Linked DNA regions of Mus musculus: region 1 is linked to region 2. A link is a contact called in public Hi-C data. All regions are on one chromosome and are shown on one strand. Each heading gives the region's core, a stretch centred on a gene start, on an enhancer-like site or on the middle of the called end of the contact. The rest is flanking DNA. Distances are from core to core; before and after follow the strand shown.

The links. Hi-C and Micro-C count contacts between places; a contact is called where the count stands out from the background.
Region 1: a contact with region 2 is called in a Hi-C map of cerebellum, with 2.1 times the contacts expected there. The contact joins two enhancer-like sites. A contact is called at or near these places in 2 of 39 promoter capture datasets (embryonic stem cells and stem cell-derived epiblast-like cells), 14 of 484 Hi-C or Micro-C datasets (the CH12 cell line, cerebellar granule neurons, cerebellum and 4 more), 4 of 115 datasets of contacts at active chromatin or transcription factors (all in embryonic stem cells) and 2 of 9 other capture datasets (adipose tissue and embryonic stem cells).

Annotation. Positions count from the first base shown.
Region 1 is chr5:36,933,544-36,939,100 of GRCm38.p6, reverse strand. All of the region lies in intron 5 of Ppp2r2c (protein phosphatase 2, regulatory subunit B, gamma), which reads right to left. Among named protein-coding and RNA genes, the nearest start is that of Gm52813, 3.9 kb to the left of the region's middle. Within about 2 kb of position 3,095, at least 32 of the 459 cell types and tissues checked have an H3K27ac peak or open chromatin away from gene starts, as enhancers often do. A contact at or near this core is called in cerebellum, where this site is marked.
Region 2 is chr5:36,760,270-36,765,555 of GRCm38.p6, reverse strand. It overlaps the pseudogene Gm40318. Among named protein-coding and RNA genes, the nearest start is that of Bloc1s4, 14 kb to the right of the region's middle. Within about 2 kb of position 3,230, at least 11 of the 459 cell types and tissues checked have an H3K27ac peak or open chromatin away from gene starts, as enhancers often do. A contact at or near this core is called in cerebellum, where this site is marked.

The DNA of each region.
Region 1 (5,557 bases), core at 1,846-4,345, 170 kb before region 2:
ATCACCTAACTTCCCTATTTTCTTCTGTATAAAAAGTTTGATGCTTGATTTGACAAAACACATTCAGATTCAACACACTCTCTTGTGTCTGCGTTTGTCTGTCAATTCTTGCCAACTCTATGTCCATCTGTCCAAACCCCTGATTCTCACGGATTGAGGGGGGCTGACTGGGCCCAGTCCGTGGCACCTACAGGCGTAGATGCTGGATGCTTGCCCTCTAGTTCCTGCTATTTTGGAAGTCCACAGGACTTTTAGAAGGGGGCCCCTAGGGGTGGGCCTTTAAAGCTAACACCTGCTCTTTGTTCCAGCCTTACTCCTGTCTCCTGGGCCACCCTAATACAAGCAGGTTCTGGCATACCCTCTCATGGCCATAAACTGTGTTGCCTCACCATGTCTTCCCTGCCTAGGACTCAAAATGTGAGTCAAAATGACTCCTTCCACCCATCAGGGGATGCGGTCACGGGGACTCAGAAGATGGTGAGTAGATACTCCCATTGCATGCTGGGCCACGGGCACTCTTAGTGAATGATTTCACATCTCTGTCCTTCTACGTCTGGACCGTGTGTACGGGTTTATTACCCCAGCATCCTTTCCCCTTCTCCCGACATTATCAAGACTCTCCAGTGAGGGAACGTTCTCTAATCAGAGGCAGCCCCACACTCAGCTCTGACATATGCCTTGGAGACCCCAGGACCTGGAATGCAGGGATGCTGGGCTATGGTTTCCCTGGGCTAGATGGGAACAGAGAGGGTTCTGTGGCCTGGAGTCACACCTCTCTGCCTGCAGAGTAGAACGGAATCCTATATAGGCTATGGGCGTCCAGCCAGGCACATGGTCATAGAGCCTAGGGACCGGTCAGTGCCTGCCCTACAGGCTGTGGGCACACAGCTAAGCACATGGGTACAGGGCTCAGGGACTAGCTAATGCCACTGCCTGGCTGTTGTCAGGTGCCGTTGGGATGGAAGTTGGGATGGAAGTACTGAGAGGGTCTGTGTATGACGTACTTCCCTCATTGCTTCAACAAAATGCCTGGCAAAAGCATCTTCAGAGAGGAAGGGTAGGATTAAGCTTGGTGGAGCATGTACTTAATCCCAGCACTCAGGAGACAGATGCAGGCTCTGCTAGTTTGAAGTCAGCTTGGTCTACACAATGAGTTCCAGGCCGTCCAGGGATACATAGTGAGACCCAATCTCAAAAAGAGAGAGAGGAGGGGAGGGAAAGAGAGAGAAAGATGGAGGGCAGTCCAGCAGGGCAGGAAGTATGAGAGCAAGGAAGACAATGCACACACAGCCAGCAAGGAAATGGAGGGGAGGAAGAGGGAGACGAGGAGGGGAGGGAAAGGGGGAGGAGGGAGGGATGGAGGGAGGGAGGGAGGGAGGGAGGGAGGGAGGGAGGGAGGGAGAGAGAGAGAGAGAGAGAGAGAGAGAGAGATTGATTCTGACTTTCTCCTTGTTATTCATTCCAGGACCATAGAGTGATGTCATCTTAATTAAGTCAATCTAGGTTACCCCTCATAGATTTGCTCAGGGATCAGTTTCCACAGTGATTGTAAATCCAGTCAAGTAGAATCAGGATTAAGCATCACAAGTTGCCCCACTAGATTTCACTGAATCCATCCTAAAACAGGGGCTTGAAGGGCTTACCTGACAAGGGCATGGCCGTGGGAGGGACGCACGGGGCCAACACACTGAACCACCTCTCCTTGCATGCCACGCCAGTGGGGACTTCCAGAAACCCTCAACTATGACCCCTCTGGGTGGCTTTAGAAGATCAGATGGGAAGTTAACTGGGCTATGTGTCCGATCTTAGCATTCTAGACTGTGCTATACCACATAGGAACATCATGTGCTATACCACATAGGAACATCATACACCACCCGTTCTTCCCAGCCTCAGTTTCCCCATATGTAAAACAGAGGCTTGCTGAGATTGGAAAGTAATGGTTCCTTTCAAGGGGTGGCCAGGTGGCCATGAGCTGAGGTGCACCTCTAAGGTTGTGAGCCTCAGAGACTAGAAAATGCGGACAGCAACACAATTTATAATTACGAGAGGATGCTGAGATATCAGTACTGTCATCCCCCAGTGACCGGTGACCTGGAGTCCAACGCAAGTGTCTTTATTGGACACACAGAGAAGAGTGGTGCAGGGGCTGGGGAGTGTGAGAAAGACACACACTGACTGACTTAGTGATGGGGACCAGAAGAGATGAGAGAGGAGAAACTGCCAGCTACAGCTCTGAAAGACAGGTGGAGCTCTACACTCTGGCACACCCCAGTCGGGTGAGACCGATGACAAGGCCAAGCTACTGCAGAGCCAGGCTGTGTTTGGCCCTAGAGTGCCATCTGCGGTCTTCTCTATCAAGGACATGGGAAACGTGAGCCGCATAGACCTCTGCGGCATTGTCACGCTGTAGGGACTTTTATAGCCTGTCAATCATTCCTGTGGCCAAGGGCATTGCCTGATCTCCTGAAGGCCAGCTGGAGTCAAGCTATCACCTTGGACTGATAAGCTGTGGAGAGGACAGGCTGTGTGTGTCCCATGGCTTTCATTCACTGAGTCTCAGCATCAGAAGTGGTGGGGACGGAGGGCCACTTCTTCACAGGGGATTCCCGGCTAACCATTCTCTCCGTCTGGACTGTGAGATGGAGTAGCGGGCACAGACAGCAGAGAACCGGTACCAACCCCTATCACATGGGCATTCGTGGAGACAGCAGCAGACATGCCAATAACGATGCAACAATGAACTGAGCCTCCAGACACAGCAGTAGCCTGGTCATTAGGCAGCACAGAGCCCATCCCTGAAGAAAATGAGGAGGCCGGGGTGAGTAGGGACACACCGAGAACCACATGTGCGCTGTGGAGGAAGGAGCTGGCTTCCAAACATCTCGGCAGGACAGGCCTTCCAGCAGCCTTTGTACCCCAAGGGGCCTGACACTGTGTGGCTATGGCTTGTCACTCACCAAAGTAGATAAGTGCAAAGAGAGGTTTCATGAGAGAGAATGTGGAAGCTCTGAGTTTCACAGGCTGCATCAGGCAAAGCATGAGGCTCATCCACATGCCTTCCCAGGAGCCTGCTCTCCAGACCAGAAGATGTTGTCATGGCAACCAAGTAGCGACTAGAGTGAAGCAAGAGGCAGCTCTGCCAGAACCCAGCAGAACGGCCTCCTGTGTGGAGAGCCCCCAAGGCCTTCCTCACATAGAGATGATCTAAAAAAAGAATGGCTTTTTCTCCGGAAGATGACCTGGCTGCAAACGAGCTGGGGACACTCAAAGCTCAGCATGTGAAATCCTAGACACGGCTCCTGACTGCCACAGCACAATGCCAGAGGTGAGTGGGTGAAGCCTCGGGCACCTGGTTTTCAGAGCTCTGGAAGCTAGAAGTCCAAGAACAGGACAGGAGCCCCCTCCCCAAGGCCTACCACTAGTGTTTCCATGAGGTCACCACTCTGTGCCTGTGTCCTCACCTAGCCTCTGCTGGCACGTTGTGTCAGTGCCCTCATACCTCTGCAGTCAAGGACACCGCCACACCAGACCTTTGTGGCTTAGATTTAATGTAACAGCTCCAGAACACACTGACTGCAGATCAACCTTGTCCTGAGATCCTTGACAGGGCTAAACACAGTAACCGGGGTCGTGGCGCTGTGGTAGCAGAATCTTGAGTCCCTGTGCCAGGCATCTGATTGACTTCTGTGAAGCATTTGTAAGTCTGTCCTCTGGATGCTGGGCTGAGATTTCTGTCCCCACTCACCAACTCCTTTGTGCAGTAGACAACCTATGTGCTGCTCTTGCAAGTCCTGGCAAACGCTTGCCTGCATCCCCACACCTTAGCAAATGCCCCACACTGTTAAATGAAGGAACACATCGAGCCTCGGGGAACAGCAGAACTGAACCAGGACCCAGGGGTGCAGACTTTTGTCCTTGGCTTCAATCCTTCAGTCCCACGTATCCAGTAAGCCCCGGATGACAGTTCTGAACAGGCACATCTTTGCCTCTGCACAGTGGTACCGTGGGGCAGCCATGAGAGGCTTCAGTGTCCTGAGCTGGTGAGGTTGGTGTATCTAAATGGCAACTGTTACTGTACCCAGTGGCCACTCCACTCTCATCACCTGCCACACAGGCCCATCTCCAGCGAATGGAGATGAGCAGCCAAGGTGGCTCATTGAGTAAGTCGGAGACAGATGCTGTTCTAGGTCCTGAGCTAGCCCAACACCACCACTCCAAGCTCCTTGCAGGACTGCTCCAGAGATACAAATGAGAAATGGGCTGTAGACCAACGCTTGCTGTCACACTAGCTTCTGGCATAAGAAACCGCCCAGGGGGAGAAAAAAGGTCAACACCATCCTTAAAAATCCTTCAATTGCTAAAAAATACAGCTGAGGTCCCCTGTGCTACCTAATACCTTGATGTCACAGACAGCTAACCCTAAAGTCGCTGGCACCACGCACCAGTACCTCAAGTGGTAGTGTTGTGAGATATGAGGTGGTTTAAATGTGTTGAGTGGGGTTGAGGGAAAACTTCCATCAAGGAGCAGAGGCCTGGTGCACTGGCCGGGCTGCTTCTGGGCCTGAGAGGAACTTGGTTTTGTTCATCCTGCCTCCCTGAAAGCTGATATCCACAGGAGAAGCAAAAGGAGAATCCAGGCTCCCAGACGCAGACGCAGGCTGACCTCCAGCTCTTAGGGTTAGGGTTTGAGTCACCTTGGTCTCAGACAGTCAGGAAAGTGGCTCTTCTGGATCTACATGCAAGCTTCCACACTCTTAAGTCACTTGCTTGCTTTGTATCTAAGTGTTCCCAGTAACTCTGCCCTGGGCTGTGGCATGCCAGGGACACAGGGGAGGTCTTATCCTGGGTTCCAAAAAGAGTGTGGGCAGAGGGGCAGTTATAGAAAACCCTGTATAGGCAGAGAACAGAGGAGCTGGGGCCCAAGAGGGGTCCTGCCAGCCCAGGAGAGGCATGGCAAGGACACGTGGGGATGGCCCATGGGACTGTGGGCAGAGGCTTGTGGGCCAAGGGTAAGAGGGCAGTCAGCAGAGAAGGGAGCACACCCCACTGGGTCCACGAAGGACAGGCAAGTCTCAGAGCTGGGGGAGGGGACGAGGAAAGCGTTACCAAGGATCATAGGCCACCACTGAGGAGCACAGAGCAGGGTCTCAGAAGCCGAAGGGCCACTGAGAACTTTAGGCAGAGGCTAACAAGAGCAAGATAGGAAGGGGCTGTGAGACCCTGGTCCAGATCCAGCCCAGGTCCCAGCACTCAGCATGAGCGAGCACACACACACACACACACACACACACACACACACACACACACACACACACACACCTTTCTTCTGGTCCAGATCCAGCCCAGGTCCCAGCACTCAGCATGAGCGAGCACACACACACACACACACACACACACACACACACACCCCTTTCTTCTGGCCACACACACACACACACACACACCCCTTTCTTCTGGCCCCACCCAGGCCAGAAGTGAGACTTCTCCAATTACCCAGCTGCCATCAGATCCTGGGAACACCTGCGGCCCAGAGTCCAAGGGAGGCTCGCCTCCA
Region 2 (5,286 bases), core at 1,981-4,480:
AGTACCCAAGGAGTTGAAGGGGTTTGCAGCCCCATAGGAGAAATAACAATACGAACCAACCAGTACTCCCAGAGTTCCCAGGGACTAAACCACCAACCAAAGAGTACAAATGGTGGGACTCGTGGCTCCAGCTGAATATGTAGCAGAGGATGACCTTGTGGGATATCACTGAGAGGAGAGGCCCTTGGTCCTGAGATGCCCCAGTGTAGGGGAATGCCAGGACAGGGAAGCGGGAGTGGGTGGGTTAGTGAGCAGGGGGACAGGGGATGGGATAGGGGGGTTTTCAGAGGGAAAGAAGGAAAGGGGATAACATTTGAAATGTAAATTTTTAAAAAATCTAATAAAAAAAAAGAAAAAAGTCAGAGTACTCAGGTTCACGTTGTCACCCACAGCCCAGAACATCGTGTTTCTGTCCTAAGCAGAAATGCAACAATGACACATTTTTACAATAAACTCCATCTGTTTTGTTTTATTACAAATGTGTTTGTAAATGACGGAAAAAATGCAGAAGCATGGAGAGAGAAAAATGAGCCATCTTGAATACTGACTCTTTTCTTCTTCTCTTTCTCCCAAACAAGCATTGTTGAGGGCGAAATTCTGATTAATATGAAAGTTACTATTGTTTGGGGCCTAATAGAATGGTGTGAATTCTCTAAGTCTGGGCCTTTCTGAAGACAGTCACCACATCGTTGAGTTGTGCACAGGGCATGGGATGTTCTGATGATCATCAAAGTTTGAGAAATTAATCTTCAGGGAGTGTGTGTCTGTGCTGTGGATACGTGTGTATAAGTGTGCACATGTGTATGTACACGGGTGGAGGTCAGAGGTCAACCTCAGCCATACCTCCTCAGGAACTCCCAACTTCAGTTTGTTTTTTTGTTTTGTTTTGTTTTTTTTTGTTTTTTTTTTTTTTTTTTTTTTTTTTTGGTTTTTCGTGACAGGGTTTCTCTGTATAGCCCTGGCTGTCCTGGAACTCACTTTGTAGACCAGGCTGGCCTCGAACTCAGAAATCTGCCTGCCTCTGCCTCCCAAATGCTGGGATTAAGGCTGTGCGCCACCACACCCGGCTTTTTTTTTTTTTCAGTTTTCTTTTTAAATGTTTCTTTACTTCTATTCTTTGACAATGCCACGCATGTATTTTCATTTTGTGCCCATATTTCCCTCCTTGATTCCCTTCTCACCACCACTGATCCCCTCTTCCAACAACTCCTGCTTCCAGGTCTTCTCTGGTTTCATGTGTGACCCCACAAGTAGGATTGTTTGCACGGTCCTCTGCGGGGGTTGGGGGGTTGTTATTTACCGGAAATGGGCAACTTGCCAGTGGCTACACAGCTGAAAGAATGACCTCCCTGCTCCCAACATTCTCGACTACCAGTGGCTCCTTAGGACTGGACCTCGTGCCCTCTCCTGTCCACGAAGAATGCCGACGGCCCCACCTTGTGCAGGTCTTACAAGAAAGCACGGTCCCTGTAAGCTCCTAAGTGTAACGGCCGTGCCAGCTTTTAACAGCACCCTTTGCTCCGGTCCTCTGGCTCTTACTCCCTCTTCTGTGACAGTCCCTGAGCTTTTGAGGAGGCGGTGTGTCCCAATAGGACTGAGCACCTAACAGTCACTTAACCTCAACAAGAAGGCCAGCTGTGTGTCTCTGCGTTGACCTTTGCCACCAGACAGAAGCTTCTGTGACCAAGGCTAAAGGCAGCACGCATTAGCCTGAAGGTTGGCTCCTCTGGACTCCCTGCCTCTTTGTGGTTTGGGGGATAAGGTCATTGACCAGGAACTCACCAATTAGGTTAGACTGGCTGACCAGCAAGGACTCCTCTATTTCTATGTCCCTGGTGTTGGATAACAAACACATATTACCATCTTCAGCTTCTGTATGTGGTTTCTGGGAATCAAACCCAGATCCTATGGTGAGCGCTTTATGGACTGAGCCCAATCCTCAGCCCCGTGCAGGTATTCTGAGAAGTGCGGGAAGTCTAGGTGGATGGGTGTGTCCCTCTACTCTCTGAGTGTTGAATTTGCAGCCTCCCCTGACTTTGCCATTCTAACCTGCTATAATTAACACCCACTTTCACGTGCACAGCCATGGCTTAGTGGGTGGTCTGAACTCACACTTTCTGAAAATGCCATAGGAACACAAAACATTCCAAATCTCAGCTGCACTGCTGGTCCCCTGATGCTGACGCTGAGATCTGTCCTCTGTTCACCTCTCAGGAAGGATGGTGTCAGCCCTAACTGTTACATGGCCAGGCTTTCAGAGCCTGCACCAGGCTTGTCCTCTCCAAAAAGACCTGGGACCTTAGCAGTGGGCTGGAGCAGCAAACAGAGCTTCTGTGTAGGTTCCTTGGGACCGACGGTCTGTTAGTCTTCATCCCTAATGAATGTAAGTGAGACAGCCCCCTTGCCTTATAGTTGTGAAGCCTGCAGGCTTGTGGAAAACAGATACTCCCGTTGAGAGCACAGTAGAGGGGCTAGGAAGATGGCTCAGTAAGTAAAGAACATATGGAGCTGAATTGAGACCCCCAGCATCGACATAAAAACCGGGTCTGGGGGCTTGAGACATGGACCAGCACTTGAGGTTAGGTGAAGTCCTGTCACTCCATTCAAAGCATCTCACAGCCTGTATACACCAGTGTGTCATTGTGTAGACACAAAGTGTGGCTGGCCGCCATGTGGCTCACTGGTGGGTGCCTTTCCCCTCCCCCTCTGACCCTGAGGCTGGAGCTGACTGAGGCCCAAGTCCCACTCTGCATTCCTGTTGCTGACTCTGCCCCCTCCCTCCTCTGGCTGAGATGACACAGAAGGTCTGAACAAACTGCTGAAGGAACTAGACGCTGATGGAGATGCCCAGGTGGATTTCAGGGCGTTCATAGTGTTTGCGGCTGTGCTCACCTCTGCCTGTCACCGTCAGTCAGTTCCCAAGGGAAGATGCCAAATGATTCAGAAAGATGGTGTCTGGGATGCCAGATTCCTGACAGAGTCCCCAGGAGGGCCTGGCAGTAAATCTCTGGATTCTGGAAAGTACTTGTTAGCAGTTACTTCCTTGGGCTGAGTTGGCCAGTGTCCCTCTGGTTAATAAATGCTTATGAAATTCTCATTGGCTCAGAGAATCCAGACATTTCCTTTAAACCTTGAAGTCTTTGCTGAACAAAGAAACACCTCACTGGAAGGACCCAGCAGGCCAGACATGTAGCCATCTGCATCATAGTCACATATTGCTGGACACATGGCCCTGCCACACAACCCAAGCCCCGCAGTTATTAAAATGGTTAGTCGTGGAGTGCTGGCCCGACAGCCACTTGAAATGTTTGTAACTGATGCTGCTTGTAACTGTTTTTTAGAAGGGCCAGGTGCAGCCGGTGACAGACTGAGAGACAGCACATTACAAGGTGTGTGTGTGTGTGTGTGTGTGTGTGTGTGTGTGTGTGAGAGAGAGAGAGAGAGAGAGAGAGAGAGAGAGAGAGAGAGAGAGAGAGAGAGAACAGCCAACAGACCACGGTTTTTATTCAGGTCAGTGTCCTGACACTGTCTTTGGAAAGCAGACAGTGGCCAGGGTGAGGTCACAGAGGAGACGCTGGTGACTTTGGTTTCAGGGTTTTCCCCATCCTCTGAGCAGCCAGCATGAAACCTGTCTAAGCATTCTGAAGAAACCTTGAACTTCAAGAGGGCATAATATGGGGGCTACCCATGCTAGGGGAAAAGATGCAGACATAGCTGTAAAAGGGATAGCCTGTGGGCTGGGTGCACACATCTCAAGGTGGATGGCAGGCGATGTCGACATGACATGCTGGGACCTAAAGGACGCACCAGCGCAGAGCAGAGCAGAGCAGAGCAGAGCAGAGCAGAGCAGAGCAGAGCAGAGCAGAGCAGAGCAGAGCAGAGCAGAGCAGAGATTGTTTTTTTCTTTTCTTGTGCTGCTCAACAAGCCAGCGGCCATGCTGTGGGTGGCAATCTCTCAGCCTGTTAATTTTGGAAGGAGGTGACCCCTCAGAAGCTGCTGCAAGTGTCAGCCCCCCCTTCACTGTGGAGCCTTACTCAGGCCTGAGGTAAGGACACCTCACCTAGCTCCCCCAGACTCTGCCCTCACCCTGGGTATGGGAGTCAGCAATTGATACCGAGAGGCAGGCCACACAAAGGTTGCATGGGTATTTTAGCAGACTGCAGGGCGCTTCAGCTGAATCCAGAAGACTTAGAGAAGACTTCTGGAACTGGGTCACTGAAGGTGGGCTTCTATGTTTTCCAACTAAGCCCTAGAAGGCTGTTGCATGGAAACTGCAGTGTGCCATCTCTGCAAGCATCCTTCTCTGGCTTCTCTGACTGTACCTGGTAACTCCTACCTTCTCCTTGTCAAGACACAGGCCATTCTCTCTTAGTCTCCTCCTCCTCTTCTTCCCCTCCCTCCTCTTCTTCCCCTCCCTCCTCTTCTTCCCCTCCCTCCTCTTCCTCTTGGGACAGGGACATATGTATGCCTGACTGGCCTCAAACTCTGCGTATCTGAGGGCAAGCTTAACCTCTGATCCTCTGGCATCCACCTAGAGTGCTGGGATTACAGGCGTTCTCTATCACACCTACTTTATGTGACACTGGGGACAGGACTCAGGCTTCATGTATGTCAGGACAGCATTCAGGTGAGCCACACCCAAAGTCCCTCCTCCTGGCTGCCTGCAGAAGACAGTTCCCTTTTGTTGCCTGCAGATCAAAATGTAGAACTTTGGCTCCTCCAGCACCATGGCTTGTATGCTGCCATGCTACCTGTCATGATGATAATGGACTGAACCTCTGAAACTGTAAGCCAGCTCCAATTAAATCTTTTCCTTTATAAGACTTGCCTTGGTAATGTTTTCTCTTCACAGCAATGAAACACTAAGACACTATTATGCTGTTATTGTTATTTTGATGACCAAATTGTCACTAAGCTAACAAGTAGAAGGTCACCTAAGCTGTCATCTCTATGCTCTTCCCTGTGCCCAACATTCTTTGACATGTTTTCCTCACCCTGTCTCTAGGACAGGCCTTTTCTCTAAGCAGTCCTGAGTTCCTTTAGTGAAATGTGGTATCTTAAAGCCAAGATCTTAGAAGTAGGTGTGCTCCTGGTCCCTCTCAGTGGACAGAAGCAAGGGACAATTGTAGGTATATACATAGGCTTCTATGCACACGCAGAGCTCTACATCCCTTACGTATATTGAATCCCTAAACCTTACCACTGAGACCTCCTTCCTAAGCAGTGTCACAGGGTTCATTCTACATGATGGACTTTCACTTTGCTCAAGACTCTGGGCCCCTGAC